Regions from separate parts of the Zea mays genome. Here region 1 is linked to region 2. The links are chromatin contacts, called in public Hi-C maps. All regions are on one chromosome and are shown on one strand. The core of a region is the stretch at or near the end of the contact, and the rest is flanking DNA. Distances in the headings are between cores, read along the strand shown.

Region 1 (3,774 bases), core at 418-2,917, 310 kb after region 2:
GAGCTGCCTATTTTATGGCCTATCCTTATAGATGAATTTTAAACTTAATTGCCCATCCTCCAACTTCTATCATTTCATCCTCCATTAGTCAGGATGGAGTGGTCCATCAATTAATGTCGTAGACGTTCAACTAGCTTATTTCTATCAGCATTTCTGGATAAGTTACGATACACAAACAATGTTGCAGTGAAAAATCAGTGGAGCATATACAGCAAACACGAGTACTGCAACGTAGATATACCTTGGAGCTCAGACAGTACTTGTTTCGTTCATTACCAGGGAAGCTATCCGAAACAAGCAGCTTGCCCTCCCCGAGTATCCGCACACCCTCCTCAGCTGTGTACGACACCAAATCCCCAGACCGGACAACCTATGAAAACGCAACAAGACATTTTGTCCGTTAAGCCCAACTGAAGAACCAAAGCAAAACACTCTAACAGGAATGACTTCAGCTGCTAGTGACCTCAGAAACGGCATCCTTGGCCGGCTTGGCTATCTCCTTGACAAGGCACTCGGCGATGGGGGCCTTGTGCTCCTTGAGGATCGCGGCCGCCTTGTGGAGGAGCTCCGCACGCTTCCACAGCGGCGTCCGGGCCCATGCCTTCTGCGCGACCTTGGCCGCGTCCATCGCCTTGTTCACCTCCTCCTGCGTGCATGCTGGACACACAGGGGATCCGGACCGTCAGAAAAGTAAGTCGTTCCCCTTTTGCAGTCCACTGCAAGCACTGAATCTATCACTAGCAAAAGGCCTACGGACTTCGATCACTTCGACTTCGAGAGATGGTTAGTTGGAGAAATATTCTTGGAGAGTGGTTAAATTTGGGCTAGTGAAATTATAAGCATCAAAAGCGAGACTATTTGGGGGCGCTAGTCAAGAGGCATTGTCAGGGACGGTCAGCATAATTAAGGAAAGTGATAGCGCAGGTAGGCATTAATTGGTGGCACTTCTAAGTTTTTACCTTAACACCACAATTACACCACAATCCACCTTTAACACACGTGGATTGTGATCGAGTACTCAAACAAAGTAATAAGCGTATTTTTCCCCCGGACAAGGGGACAGCACTAGCAGTCGCTCCCGAGGCCCTTGGTGCCCATAGGGGCGCACGCTAAGGAAGGGAGAACAGAGGCAGAGGCGAGAGCCCGCACCTTGCACCCTGTACTGCGTCTTGCGGGTGGTGGGGTTGACGATGGCGACGGACTTGCCGGAGGCGGAGCTGCGCCACTCCCCGTCGGCGTAGTACCTGTACACCTCGCTGTCCAGGATCTCCGCGAACACCCCCGTCCCCGCCAGCGCCATGGCTACCGACACCGACGGAGCGAGCGCGCGGACGTGTGGTGCAAAGCCGATCGACGGACAGTGCAGCCGTACAGGTGGTACAGCCGCAGTGGGTAGTGGCCGTGAGGGCTGCTGAGGGAGGTGGAGTGGTTAGGGGGTGTGATGGGTGCGCGAGTGGCGGAGCGGAGGCCGGGGCCGGGGTTAAATAAGAGAGCGGCGCGTGGCTGGGGAGCGGACCCACCGAGGCCGGGTGAAGGGAGACGGAGGGAGGAGGAAGACGACGGAAACGGACGAGGTTTTCGTCTGCACCCTGCGGGTTTTTTACTCACGCTGCTTCTTCTGCGAGGCGAGGCGAGGCTTCAGCAGACTCGATCGGCCCCGCGATCGGTGTGGGTGGGACTGCGGGAGTTGGGTGACAAGTACCGGACCGGAGTAGGCTGCCGCGGACCAGACTCGATCGGCCCCGCGATCGGTGTGGGTGGGACTGCGGGAGTTGGGTGACAAGTACCGGACCGGAGTAGGCTGCCGCGGACCACGGGCACTGTGTGGCTGGCGTTCCCAGCAGCGCTAGAGGTGACGCGGCACACTTGGGCGAGTAGGGCTCTCCTCGGCGGCTTTGCAGCGTCAGACTATCACGCCAACGGTACCGCCTGCCGGCAAAGCTGTCCCATTTTTTTTTATTCGAGTGTGTACAGCGACATCTACTTGCTCCAGTGTTTTCGGAGATGATTGGAGAAAATATAATAATAGAGCTGTAAACATGTTAAATACTGAGACGGAAGTAAGAAGAGGAGAAACGAGAAGCTAACCGTAAACGTCGTTTTAGACATAACCAGTGACATATTTAAGATTTAATAAAGATCTATACCAGTTTTACTATGACAATAGATAATTATAACTAGTACAATACTCGTTGCGACGGCGTATAATCATATTTAATATTCATAAAAATAAATTTAATATTAAAGTGTAATATCCACATATCAGATATTAAACCGACAAAAACACCTTATCTTAGCCAAAAGTACGATAAAAGTACGAGTTGAAAAGGAGGCCGATCCATTTTCTTATTGCACACAGGGTCGCTCTTACTCCTTCAGCTAGTAAGGTGGTACTATATGGGAGCGTTACGCTCCATGTGGCTTCCTGACGTGTTAGGTGTTGGTGCCGATACGGGCGCCAGACACTGGAACTGACCGCCTAGCGGTGCTCTATGCGGAGGCGCGGACGGTCCGCAGCACAGGGCCGGACGGTCCGTAACCTAGCGCGGGAGCGACTCCTCCTCTGCGTACGTCTGGACGGTCCGCGCCTGTGGCTCGGACGTTCCGCGATGGCGCAAAGGGTCTTCTTTACAGCAGACCTAGATCTTGCCTTCCGGGAGGAACCCCGTCGGGGTGGAGAGATTCTAAAAGTCGCCTAGAGGGGTGAATAGGCGAAACCTGAAATTTATAACTTTAAACACACACTACAAGCCGAGGTTAGCGTTAGAATTAAATTCAAGTCCAAAAGAATATCTCTCTTGCTAGGAGTTGCTCACGGATTGCGGATAACGTATGGGAGCCAACTCAAATTCACACTAGCAAGGAAACGCTAAAGAGGGGAAAACAAATCAAATAAGAATCAAGACGAGTGAACACGATGATTTGTTTTACCGAGGTTCGGTTCCAAAGAACCTAGTCCCTGTTGAGGAGGTCACAAAGACCGGGTCTATTTCAACCATTTCCCTCTCTCAAACAGTCACCTAGATCGAGTGAGTCTTTCCCTTAATCACACGGGTCACTAAGACCCCGCAAGTACCACCACACTCTTAGGTCTCTCTTGCTTTGCTTACAAGCACTTAGAAAAGAAGTGAGGAAGGAAGAAAGGCAATCCAAGCAACAAGAGCGCAAATGAACACGAACACACTCTCTCTCAAGTCACTAAGTGGTTGAGATGAATTCGAGACTTGGAGAGGGTTTAATCTTTGGAAATATGTCTTGGAGTGAATGCTCTAGCTCTTGTATTGCATGTGATCTTCAGAAAAACTTGGATGCCAAAGATTGTGGTGGTTGGGGGGTATTTATAGCCCCCAACCACCTTGTAGCTGTTGGCCAAGGCTACTGGCGATGGGCGCACCGGACAGTTCGGTGCGCCATCGGACAGCACTGTGCACTGTCCGGTGTGCGCCACATCAGCGCAACCGTTAGGGTTCTGAGAAGTTGATCGTTGGGGACGTTTGTCTTCTAGCTGCACCGGTTAGTCCGGTGCCACACCGGACAGTCCGGTGCGCTCTGACTTCTGCGCTTCTGACTCTGTCATGGCACTGTTCATCACTGTAGCACTTTGCAGAGTCGACCGTTGGCGCAGGGAGTCGTTGCTCCGCTAGCTCACCGGACAGTCTGGTGAATTATAGCGGAGCGCGTCTCCAAATTTCCGAGAGTGGCTGGTTGACATCTGTACGGCCTTGGTGCACCGAACACTGTCCGGTGGCACACCGAACAGTCCGGTACGCCATT
Region 2 (3,782 bases), core at 645-3,144:
GCTGGCGTGATGTCGTGGCTGTCGGAGGAGCAACGGAGCCTGGCGGAGGGACAGCTGTCGGAGCGGTCGAGTCCTTGCTGACGTCCCCCTGCTTCCGTAAGAGAGCTGAGAGCCGCCGTCGTCACAGAGCTTGTGGGGCGCCATCATTGCCCATCTGGCGGAGCTAGCCAGAGGGGACATCGGTCTTGTTCTTCGTGACCCGAGTCGGCTCGGGGTAGGATGATGATGGCGCTTCCCGTTGACGTGGCGGGCCTGTGCCCTAGGTCGGGCGACGTGGGGGCTCCTCCGAAGCCGAGGTCGAATCTGTCTTCCGTGGCCGAGGCCGAGCCCGAGCCCCTGGGTCGGGCGAGGCGGAGGTCGTTCGGCAGAGGCCAGGGCGGAGTCCGAGCCCTGGGGTCGGGCGAAGCGGAGTTCGTCGTCTTCCGGGTCTCAGCCCGAGTCCGAGCTCTGGGGTCGGGCGGAGCGGAGTTCGTCGTCTTCCGGGTCTTAGCCCGAGTCCGAGCCCTGGGGTCGGGCGGAGCGGAGTTCGCCGTCTTCCGGGTCTTAGCCCGAGTCCGAGCCCTGGGGTCGGGCGGAGCGGAGTTCGCCGTCTTCCGGGCCTTAGCCCGAGTCCGAGCCCTGGGGTCGGGCGGAGCGAAGTTCGCTGTCTTCCGGGTCTTAGCCCGAGTCCGAGCCCTGGGTCGGGCGGAGCGGAGCTTCCTATGGCGCCTTTGGCAAGGCCTGACTGCCTGTCAGACTCACTCTGTCGAGTGGCACTGCAGTCGGAGTGGCGCAGGCGGCGCTGTCCTTCTGTCAGACCGGTCAGTGGTGCGGCGGAGTGACGGCGGTCACTTCGGCACTGCCGGGGGGCGCGCGTCAGGATAAAGGTGTCAGGCCACCTTTGCGTTAAATGCTCCTGCAACTCGGTCAGTCGGTGCGGCGATTTAGTCAGGGTTGCTTCTTAGCGAAGCCAAGGCCTCGGGCGAGCCGGAGATGCGTCCGCCGTTAAAAGGGGGGCCTCGGGCGAGACGGAAGTCCCTCGAGGTCGGCTGCCCTTGGCCGAGGCTAGGCTCGGGCGAAGCGTGATCGAGTCACTCGTATGGACTGATCCCTGACTTAATCGCACCCATCAGGCCTCTGCAGCTTTATGCTGATGGGGGTTACCAGCTGAGAATTGGGCGTCTTGAGGGTACCCCTAATTATGGTCCCCGACAACGATTGACCCCACCCGCAGCAGCAATAACACAACTAAAACGTTATCCGAAGAACCTGCAGGTGGGATCAATCCTTATTTTTTGTGAGGTGCTACGAACATTCTAATTTGCAGTCTGCTGCATTAAATGTTTTTCCTAGATTTGGCACAGGGCCTCAAATTTCTCTGGCCCGACCCTGCTAACAATATACTCTATTATTAAACTTGCTCTAAGTAATTAAGGACGACCTGCATGCGAAGCCGCCGGGCTCTGGAGTAGACGACTGATCATGACCCGCAGCCGGTCGGCACAGTGTAACGGGTAAACGAGAACCCTCACATACAGGTGTACTGGTGTAGTACGTACGTCAGCCCCACGACGACGCACGTTGCGCGGCGAGAGTCTCTCCCGGTTCTCAGTTTACACACGCGTACTGTACCTGTACTGGCAGCAGCAGCACCCAACCTCCCAACGTACGCGTACATTACGTTTGCGTGATGTAATGTACGTACGTCGTGGAAGACGGCTGGGGGCCGAGTTGCCTCACCTAACCCGCGGTCACGATCGTATGTGTCGCTGTCTCTCAGTCGTCGTCCTGGCCTGCTTGCTACCCGTCACTCACACGCGCATCGGCATCAGCATCGGCATTTCTCCTATAGCTTCGTTCGTTCACGACGACACCGCCAGGTAATATATATACTGGCTAGCTAGCTAGCTTTCGTGACGAAACTAGCCAGCCAGCTAAAGGAGGGTCATAACAAGAGAAGGACGGGCGAGAGCGAGCTAGAAGAGCACAACTAGTCTTCTTATCATCGTCGTCGTCGGCACACACGCCACAGGATGACCGTCGTCGTCGACGCCGTCGTCCCCACCGATGCGGCCGGCGCCCCTGCTGCTGCGGCCGCGGCACCGGCGGTGCGGCCGGGGAACGGGCAGACCGTGTGCGTCACCGGCGCGGCCGGCTACATCGCCTCGTGGCTGGTCAAGCTGCTGCTCGAGAAGGGGTACACTGTCAAGGGCACCGTCAGGAACCCAGGCACGTAGGCCTTTTAATCTGGTGTATATATATGCATTTATACATACATATACGACGACGACGACGCGAGCTGAGCGTGGCAGGGATTAACAACGTTTGTGTCATTGGTCGCCATATGCATGCACATGGTGGCACTGGCAGATGACCCGAAGAGCGCGCACCTCAAGGCGCTGGACGGCGCCGCCGAGCGGCTGGTCCTCTGCAAGGCCGACCTGCTGGACTACGACGCCATCCGCCGAGCCGTGCACGGCTGCCAGGGCGTCTTCCACACCGCCTCCCCCGTCACCGACGACCCGGTGAGCTAGTGCATGGCTGCTCCGATGACCCCCGGCCCCTTTTTGTCGCTAGCTGTGCCACCGTGTGACCTACGCACGCACGCACGCACACATCATCGGATCGACTAACCACTAACCGACGATGCGTCATGCATGCATGCATGCATGCAGGAGCAAATGGTGGAGCCGGCGGTGCGCGGCACACAGTACGTGGTCAACGCGGCGGCGGAGGCCGGCACGGTGCGGCGGGTGGTGTTCACGTCCTCCATCGGCGCGGTCACCATGGACCCCGGCCGCGGGCCCGACGTCGTTGTCGACGAGTCGTGCTGGAGCGACCTCGAGTTCTGCAAGAGAACGAGGGTGAGTGGGCCGGCCCTAGTAGCTTTCGTCTTCTCACGTACTACTACGCAACAACTGCGTTGCGTCACCGTGGCGACGACGACACACCATTAGTATTAGTATTATTGTTGTTATTCTTCTTCACTGGACACAGTTTCACCTGCCCACATCTCTCATCCGGCCACGCACGCACGACGAGAGAGGATATGATGCTAATATATACGCATGCAGAACTGGTACTGCTACGGCAAGGCGGTGGCGGAGCAGGCGGCGCGGGACTTGTGCCGGCAGCGCGGGCTGGAGCTGGCGGTGGTGAACCCGGTGCTGGTGGTGGGCCCGCTGCTGCAGCCGGCGGTGAACGCCAGCATCGGGCACGTGCTCAAGTACCTGGACGGCTCCGCCCGCACCTTCGCCAACGCTGTGCAGGCGTACGTGGACGTGCGCGACGTGGCCGACGCGCACCTCCGCGTCTTCGAGAGCCCCCGCGCGTCCGGCGGCCGCTACCTCTGCGCCGAGTCCGTCCTCCACCGCGAGGACGTCGTCCGCATCCTCGCCAAGCTCTTCCCCGAGTACCCCGTACCCACAAGGTATAGCTAGCTACAGGGCATCTCGAACGGTACCTCAAAATAAAATAGGATTCAACTTATACAAAAAACATACATACGCGTCTCCGATATTATCTTAAACGTGTGTTCTATTGTAGACTCTTGACCCCTAAATTAAAACAGCTCCAGCAATAATCTATTTTACACATATATTCTTATCAAACAATATAGGCATTATAATAGAAAGTGACCCAAATATACATACATACCGGATTAATGTCATATTCTTATTTTCTACATGATCATCAACCTTTTTTAAATAATATAGTTTATTTCCATAGACATGCTTATTTATAGTTTAACACAGTTGGAATTGAATTTATATTTAGTAGTATCCTAAACACTTTAAAATATA

What was found. Hi-C and Micro-C count contacts between places; a contact is called where the count stands out from the background.
Region 1: a Hi-C map of bundle sheath shows a contact between it and region 2, with 2.8 times the contacts expected there. The contact joins the promoter of LOC542583 here to the promoter of LOC109946031 in region 2. A contact is called at or near these places in 2 of 25 Hi-C or Micro-C datasets (bundle sheath and ear).

Annotation. Positions count from the first base shown.
Region 1 is chr4:87,422,144-87,425,917 of Zm-B73-REFERENCE-NAM-5.0, forward strand. It overlaps LOC542583 (glyceraldehyde-3-phosphate deHaseN1), which reads right to left and starts at 1,668. Exons shown (of 9, transcript NM_001112119.2): 1 at 1,150-1,668; 2 at 464-657; 3 at 242-370. The coding sequence starts at 1,300. It overlaps LOC103653482 (a long non-coding RNA gene), which reads left to right and starts at 310. Exons shown (of 2, transcript XR_565513.3): 1 at 310-690.
Region 2 is chr4:87,110,641-87,114,422 of Zm-B73-REFERENCE-NAM-5.0, forward strand. LOC109946031 (cinnamoyl-CoA reductase 1) reads left to right here and starts at 1,895. Exons shown (of 5, transcript XM_020552572.1): 1 at 1,895-2,208; 2 at 2,350-2,504; 3 at 2,655-2,843; 4 at 3,054-3,409. The coding sequence starts at 2,013. LOC109945764 (probable LRR receptor-like serine/threonine-protein kinase At3g47570) reads left to right here. Exons shown (of 2, transcript XM_020552114.1): 2 at 1,624-1,670. The coding sequence ends at 1,670.